Linked DNA regions of Mus musculus: region 1 is linked to region 2. A link is a contact called in public promoter capture Hi-C data. All regions are on one chromosome and are shown on one strand. The core of a region is the stretch at or near the end of the contact, and the rest is flanking DNA. Distances in the headings are between cores, read along the strand shown.

Region 1 (3,223 bases), core at 169-2,668, 480 kb after region 2:
AGCTTGAGGCAGAGTCAAGTTTCCAGGAACCACCTGGGTCCTCTGAATCCTCTGAAACTACTTACATTCTCTGAGGAGAGAAAGCAGGGGGAGAGGATTTTAATTTCTCTTAAAACTTTGATTCCCATATTGCATGTCTTAATTTTAGAGTTATGTTAAAAGACATCGAAATGTCCCTGTGACACCCTCTCTGCACTGAAACAGAACCCCACTCAAGACCTCTGGAAGACCGAATTTTCCAAGATATGTCCCCTCCAGTCTTAGCTCCCCAAGCCCTTCCTTAGTCCACAATCCACAACATCTGAGTGACAAGAACACAGACTTTCCCTGGAGCCAGAAATAAGCCCGTCCACACAGGCCTTTTTTAAACTTGCTCTTTGCAGCCAGTGGCACATACCCAACCCCAGCCTCCAGGTAAGGACTCTCCTCCCACAACAGGCACTGAATTCAGACTCCTACAAAGGCTGCTATATGTTTCTACAAAGTGGAAAGGGTGGCTCAGGCTCACTTACACCTGGGGCTGTCACACCTGGAAACAAATGGCCATCCCTTTGGTCACCTGAGTTGTGTCAAGGCTTTGGAATTGTAGAAAGAAACGAGTGGTCCGAGATTCAGAACCCCATGACCTATGAGCCAGCCCGGGGTAAGAAATTGAGGCTGCCTAGTGCCAGGCTGGCAAAGAGTGCTCCCTCCCCACGACTGGCAGCCTAGCCTCTGAGGTCTTTTGTGCTCCAGACTTAGAAGTGTAGGATAGAAGCCTCTCAGTGTTGTGTTCAGGGAGGGCTGAGGGCCTTGAGTAGGCTGTAGTGGCCAGTCACGGCTGTGGGGCAGGCCACACCTACGCTGAGAAACACAGAAATAAGTTGATTTTACATGCTGGCCGCGACGAGGGGGCTCACAGCTCCTACTCCCCCCCTCCCCCTAGGAAGGTTGGTGTCTGTAGGTGACACGCGTCCCCCTTCAAAGCCCCGAGGGAATGAAAGGCTGCAACCACACCCAGGGCCTGCTAGAACGCTCAGAGGCAGGCATTCACCTGTCCGTGCTCCGGGGACGCAGCCCCTCGCCGCAACCTGCTAATCCGCCCAGCCCACCGCCGCCCCCGTGGGGCACGTGCGCCCCTTCGGCTCCCACCCCCAACCTCCCTACCCCCACCCGCTGCTACCAGGCTCTGGACCCGGCGCCGACTCACGTGAATACGAAGAAGAGTGTGCTGGAACCAACCAACAGCGCGGCGGCCGTGGCCACCGGGATGTACTTGGCGGGTTTGAGGCGCGTCCCGGGGCTGCGGGGCATCCTGGGCGCCGCGCCGCCGCATCCCTCCCCGGGCCGGGCGGGCGGGGCCGGCCGGGTCGGGCCGGGGTCGGGCGCGCGGGCTGGACGCGGCGCAGGATCCGCCGCAGCGGCAGTGGAGGAAATCCCACCCCACGGGCGGCGGCGGCGCGCTGATGTCAGCGCGCCCCTTAAGGTGGACCCGGCGGCAGGGCCGCGGCGGGGGCGGGCTGAGGGTGGAGCGCCGGGCGGCCAACTCCTCTTTTGCGGGGTAGCCCGACACCCCACGCACGCGCAGCGCCCATCTGGACCGACAGGACAACGGAAAGCATGTTCTTTTTCTCTTTCTTGTCTGTCTCTTCCTTTCTTTCCTTTTTTTTTTTTTCCTTGCTACCGCAGGCCCTAACCCGGGAGCTCTCTTGGGCCTACATGCTCTCCAATCACAGTCCCGGGACAGGCTGAAGGTCCCCTGGCAGTCACTGGGGTGTGAGCGAGATTTCTATGACAAGGTAGGGGTATCATGGCTATCCAAACCTTAGCCAGTTCTCAGCCCTCCACACACTAAGAGTTAGGTCACCGAGTTCCTCTGTGTCCTGGCTCAGGCCGCAGGCTTGATTGAGGCCGTGTGTAAGAGACCTAGGAACGCCTTCGGAAAGCTGGTGTCCTAGGGAAAGTGACTGAACCCTGCTCTGGCCTTGACTAGAAAGGCTGCGCATGCTCACCACCCACCCGCGAGCAAGCCCACCTGCCCGCGCCAGGACGCAGCTGTTTAAGGTGGACCGGCCCTCCAAGGATGCTGCAGGCATCTGCATTGGCTTCCCCTAGCAGATCAGTTTTAATGTTTTGAGTAAGAACATGGTCAAACCCCACTGCTTGCCTTAGCCACTCCACAAGGCAGCAACATTTACTTTGGAAGCTTATTCAGGGCCTGAACAGGGTGCTGGCTGACGATTCCCCCAGAGCCGCCCCCAGTCCGGAGGCTCTTCTCCATCGTCCACCCCTCCCCAGACCAAGATAGTGGGAGCCTTCTTCCCTTGGTTGTTGCTATCTCCTTCTGTAGAGCCATAACCCAGAGTCCTTCAGCCACCTCCTCCCTACAACACTGCTTGTAGGCCTGGGACTCCTTGGCTCGCCCACAGCTCAGGGTCGAGTGCCTTAATGTAGAAACAGCTTTTCAACAGCATAAACAGTGATAGATTTTCTCTCAGATTTCTGTCCTGTTGGTCATTCCATGCCAGAAGACGTAGCTCAGGGTCTTCCAGCGTTGGTAAGATAGCAGTGATGTGACCTCACAGTGGAGAGCAGAGTGGATACAAACTCCTTTCCGCTCTCAGGTAAGTAAGTATCCAGCTGGCCCTCTGCATTAGGCACACAGTTCAGTTAAATTCGCCCGACTTTAATCTTGTCCTACAGCCCCTAACATAGAACGCTCAGAACCTCTAGGGCCTCTAGGGCCCACAGGAGGCTCCACGACTCACAGCTCCCCCACTGCAGAGTTCCTTTGGGATTAAGTCTACTCTCATGTTATATGTAGGGTACCAAGGCAGCCACACTACTGCCACAGTCTTGTAGGAAAATAGCAAACACTGGTCGTGGAGAGTCCAAAACAGTTTTAGGTGGGGCAGATGTAGCTGCTGAGGCCAGAGCCCAGAGTGATATGGTACCTTTCTTCCTGAATAGGGCTGGCAAGGCAGCAGGGAGCCACTGGAACACACAGCCTAGGAGAGCCGCAGAGGGCCTGAAACAGGAATGTAGAGTGGCAGCCAGCACAGCAGAGGGACTGAGATGGAGGTATAAAGCAGCACTCCCCACAACGGTGCTGACTTTCCATGCTTTCAGCTACCCACAACCCAGTTATTAAATAGAAGTCCATAAATAATTCAGATTTGTGTACGATTAGCCGGGTGTGGTGACTCATGTAATACCAGCTCTTGGAAGAGTGAGACATGGAGAC
Region 2 (3,042 bases), core at 192-2,691:
ATTTTTTAACCTTCCTGCTTAAGGAGTTTTTCTGAAGAATAGAATGCTCCAATCTTGGGGAAAACTGTTATACAAGGAGAAAACGAATCTTCCTTTCAAATCCAGAGACCAAAGTGGGCTTAGGTCTTTAGAATGGGAAGAGCTTCATACTATATAAACTAGGTTTGGGGCATAGACTTTGAGATTTCTTCCTATTCTGCTATTCTGTATCTCTAGAACTTTCTAGTGGGTGACCTGTTTCAGTTGTGTTTTCCGATAGTCAGAAGTGACAAGGGAGTGTTGTCTTCTACTTTTTGTTGGATCTCATATATTTGCTGATGGTATCTCTTGCTAGAATACTTTTATCATGGTCTAAAAGTCTCCAGCAACACAGGTGGAGTCATTTGGTCCAGGGAGCCCTGACAGGTAGAAGTTCACGTGCATTGGGTGCCTCCTTTTCTAGAGGCTGGGTCTTTTCATCTGGATCTATAGCTAGGCCTCCGGGCAGCAATTAGGGTTCCCCTAAAACAGCCTTTCTTTTATTCATTTTCTTCTTCCTTTTTTTCTCCCCCTTTTCATGAGGAGGCTTCCTTGGCGACATCTTTTCTCTTACATTCTCCACCATATTGAAACTACAATTTCCCCCCATCTATCTGTAAGAAGGCCCTACAGCTCCACTCTTGGATTCTGCTATAGGTATGCGCCCCTCAGAGTGTGGTCCTCCTCGAGGTGAAGCAGAGAAAAGTGGGTGTCCCCAGGACAGCTAGGGGCAGGTGAGTTTTGGGACTGGGAACCAGATTTACTCTGGAGTCTCAGAAAAGAGGAAAATCAACACTTGTCCGTACATAAAGCCTTTGCTTGTTTTCACTCTCCACAGCAAGCACCGGACGAGGAGCCTTCCAAAGTCTAAAGTACAATGACAGAAGAAACCAGGGAGCGACAAGGAGGAAATAAGAGGCAGAAGGAAGACCTCAGACAATAAATAGGGCTGTGAGGGAAAGGAAAACAGAAAGAGATAGAGAGGGTGGGAGCGACCTAGAGAGGAAGCAAGGAAGAAGCAAGAAGGAGGGGACAAGTGAGACGATGAGTGAAGTAATAGACGCACGATGAAGAGGGAAGGAAGTAATGCAGGAGAAACGAAGAAATGACTGGGGGAGGAAACGGGAAAGTGAGGGAAGGAAGGAGTCGATGAGGGAGATGGTGAGTGAAAGGGTGTGAAGAGACAAGCCAGTGAAGAAGCTATGAGTGAGAGAATGAGTGAGGGTTAGAATGAGGCCAGGAGAAAGGGAAAGAAGGAGGGCCTAGGTTTGCACCTTCAATAGGCACCTCGAGGGTGGAGCTTCCGGACAGCGGATCCTTCGGAAGAGCAGCCGGGGTCTGACCCTTCAGCCTCTTCCCGCCCCGCCCAACAGCGACCCCCCCTAGAGTCCCCTTGCGCCTGCGCGGCATCCCACGTGACGGAGAGGCTCCGCCCCCACCTCCAGCCTCCCGCCTCCCGCCTGCTGCGAGAGCGGCCTCAGCTTGCGGCAGCACCAGGTCAGCTGCGAGGCATGTACCGTGCGGGCCCGGCAGGCCTTCTTCGCCGAGCTTGTGCTGCACGCGGGGATGGGAGAGGGAGCGGGGATGGCGGAGGGCGCGGAGATCTGGGCCAAGTACCGCGGGCGCCTGGGGCGGGCACGGGCGACTGCCTGACGTGGCGGGGGCTTGGCCGGGCGACCCCCGGGCGTCCGGCGCGGGCCTGGCGCTGTGGCGCGGGCCCGCCGAGGCCTGCGCGTGGCTGAAGCGGACCGTGGCCCTCGCAGCCCGGTTGGTCAGGTTCTGTCGCCAGCCGTGGGTCCGAGTGTGGCCTCTGGCCTGTCCCCGTCCCTCGAAGCTATTCGAGCAGGGATTGCAACAGGCAGCGGGCGGGCCTGGCTGCCTCTCCCGGCGTGACCTCAAGCTCATCAGCCGCGGCTGCGGTTGTTGAGAGAAGCCGGAGAGCAAGCGCTGTCAGTGCAAAATCCCCGGATTGTACTAGTTTAGATCCTGTACAGGCCGAACGAACGGACCTGTCCGGGCGCAACGGGGCCACCTTCTGCCCGCGGCTGCTTCCTAGGGTAAGGCCTGATCTCCGAGATGCTCCTCGTCCGTGCTCTGGGAAAGAAGCCATAGAGCACGTCAACACCTCTTGGATGCTCCCTCCCACCCCCGTGGTAATAAGGACCCGCTCCCTCTTCTGCTCTTCCCAAGCTGCTGTTTTTCCTTTTGTTGCACACCTTACGTTGTGGTTCAGATGCGTTGAGGACAGATACGGAATGGGAGCCCCCACAGAAGGTTGAGGATGCCTTTCCAGTAAATGATTCCTTGAAGATTCCTCTAAAATTTGTTTCAGTGCACAGCTGTTTGTAGTAGCAAACAATGGTAGGGAACCTAGTTTATATGTGTGAGAGGGGCATGAAGTTATAAGCAGAAGCTAAAGGAATGTGTAGAGGAATATCTTAGATCTGCAGTCACCGTAGTCTCCTTAATGTTTTGTCGTTTAAAAAAAAAGAGTGAAGCCAGGTGTGGTGGTCCCTGCCTTTAATCCCAGCACTCTGGAGGTAGAGTTCTGTGAGTTTGAGGCCAGGCTGATCACCAAAGAGTTCCGTGACAGCGAAGGCTGTTAGAAACAAGTGGTCTGTATGTGCACCTGGGTGAAGGTGCTCTAGAGACCAGCAGAGGGCGCCTCCACCCGATGTCAGCGCTGGGAGCTCCAGTTCCGGGCAGGAATAGTTTTGCATTAAGTGCACTGAGCACTCTAACCCCACCTCTTCCTTATAGGCAACTTTGTGATCTTTTTGTATCAGCACTCCGGAGTGGTGGAGTTACAGATCTGTTACCATCCTGTCTGGCTATACCAGAGATTCTGGATGTTGTTGCATTCTTGATTGTACTGAATTTCTTTTCTTGAGCTTTTCTTGTGCTCTGCCTGTCCAAAGGAGTAGCCATCTGTTTTACTGTACTTGTTTTTGTGGTGGCCGTTTAGAGAGCAGATGATATCCATCCCCTTCCAAGAGGGCAGACAGGCTGCTCAGCTGACAACTG

The links. Capture Hi-C pulls out chosen DNA fragments and counts their contacts.
Region 1: a contact with region 2 is called in a promoter capture Hi-C map of liver. The contact joins the promoter of Zdhhc8 here to the promoter of Klhl22 in region 2. A contact is called at or near these places in 3 of 39 promoter capture datasets (3T3-L1-derived adipocytes, cranial neural crest and liver), 1 of 484 Hi-C or Micro-C datasets (forebrain) and 2 of 9 other capture datasets (liver and pancreatic islet).

The regions. Positions count from the first base shown.
Region 1 is chr16:18,233,718-18,236,940 of GRCm38.p6, forward strand. Zdhhc8 (zinc finger, DHHC domain containing 8) reads right to left here and starts at 1,419. Exons shown (of 11, transcript NM_172151.4): 1 at 1,190-1,419. The coding sequence starts at 1,293.
Region 2 is chr16:17,758,180-17,761,221 of GRCm38.p6, forward strand. Klhl22 (kelch-like 22) reads left to right here and starts at 1,442. Exons shown (of 7, transcript NM_001359068.1): 1 at 1,442-1,515.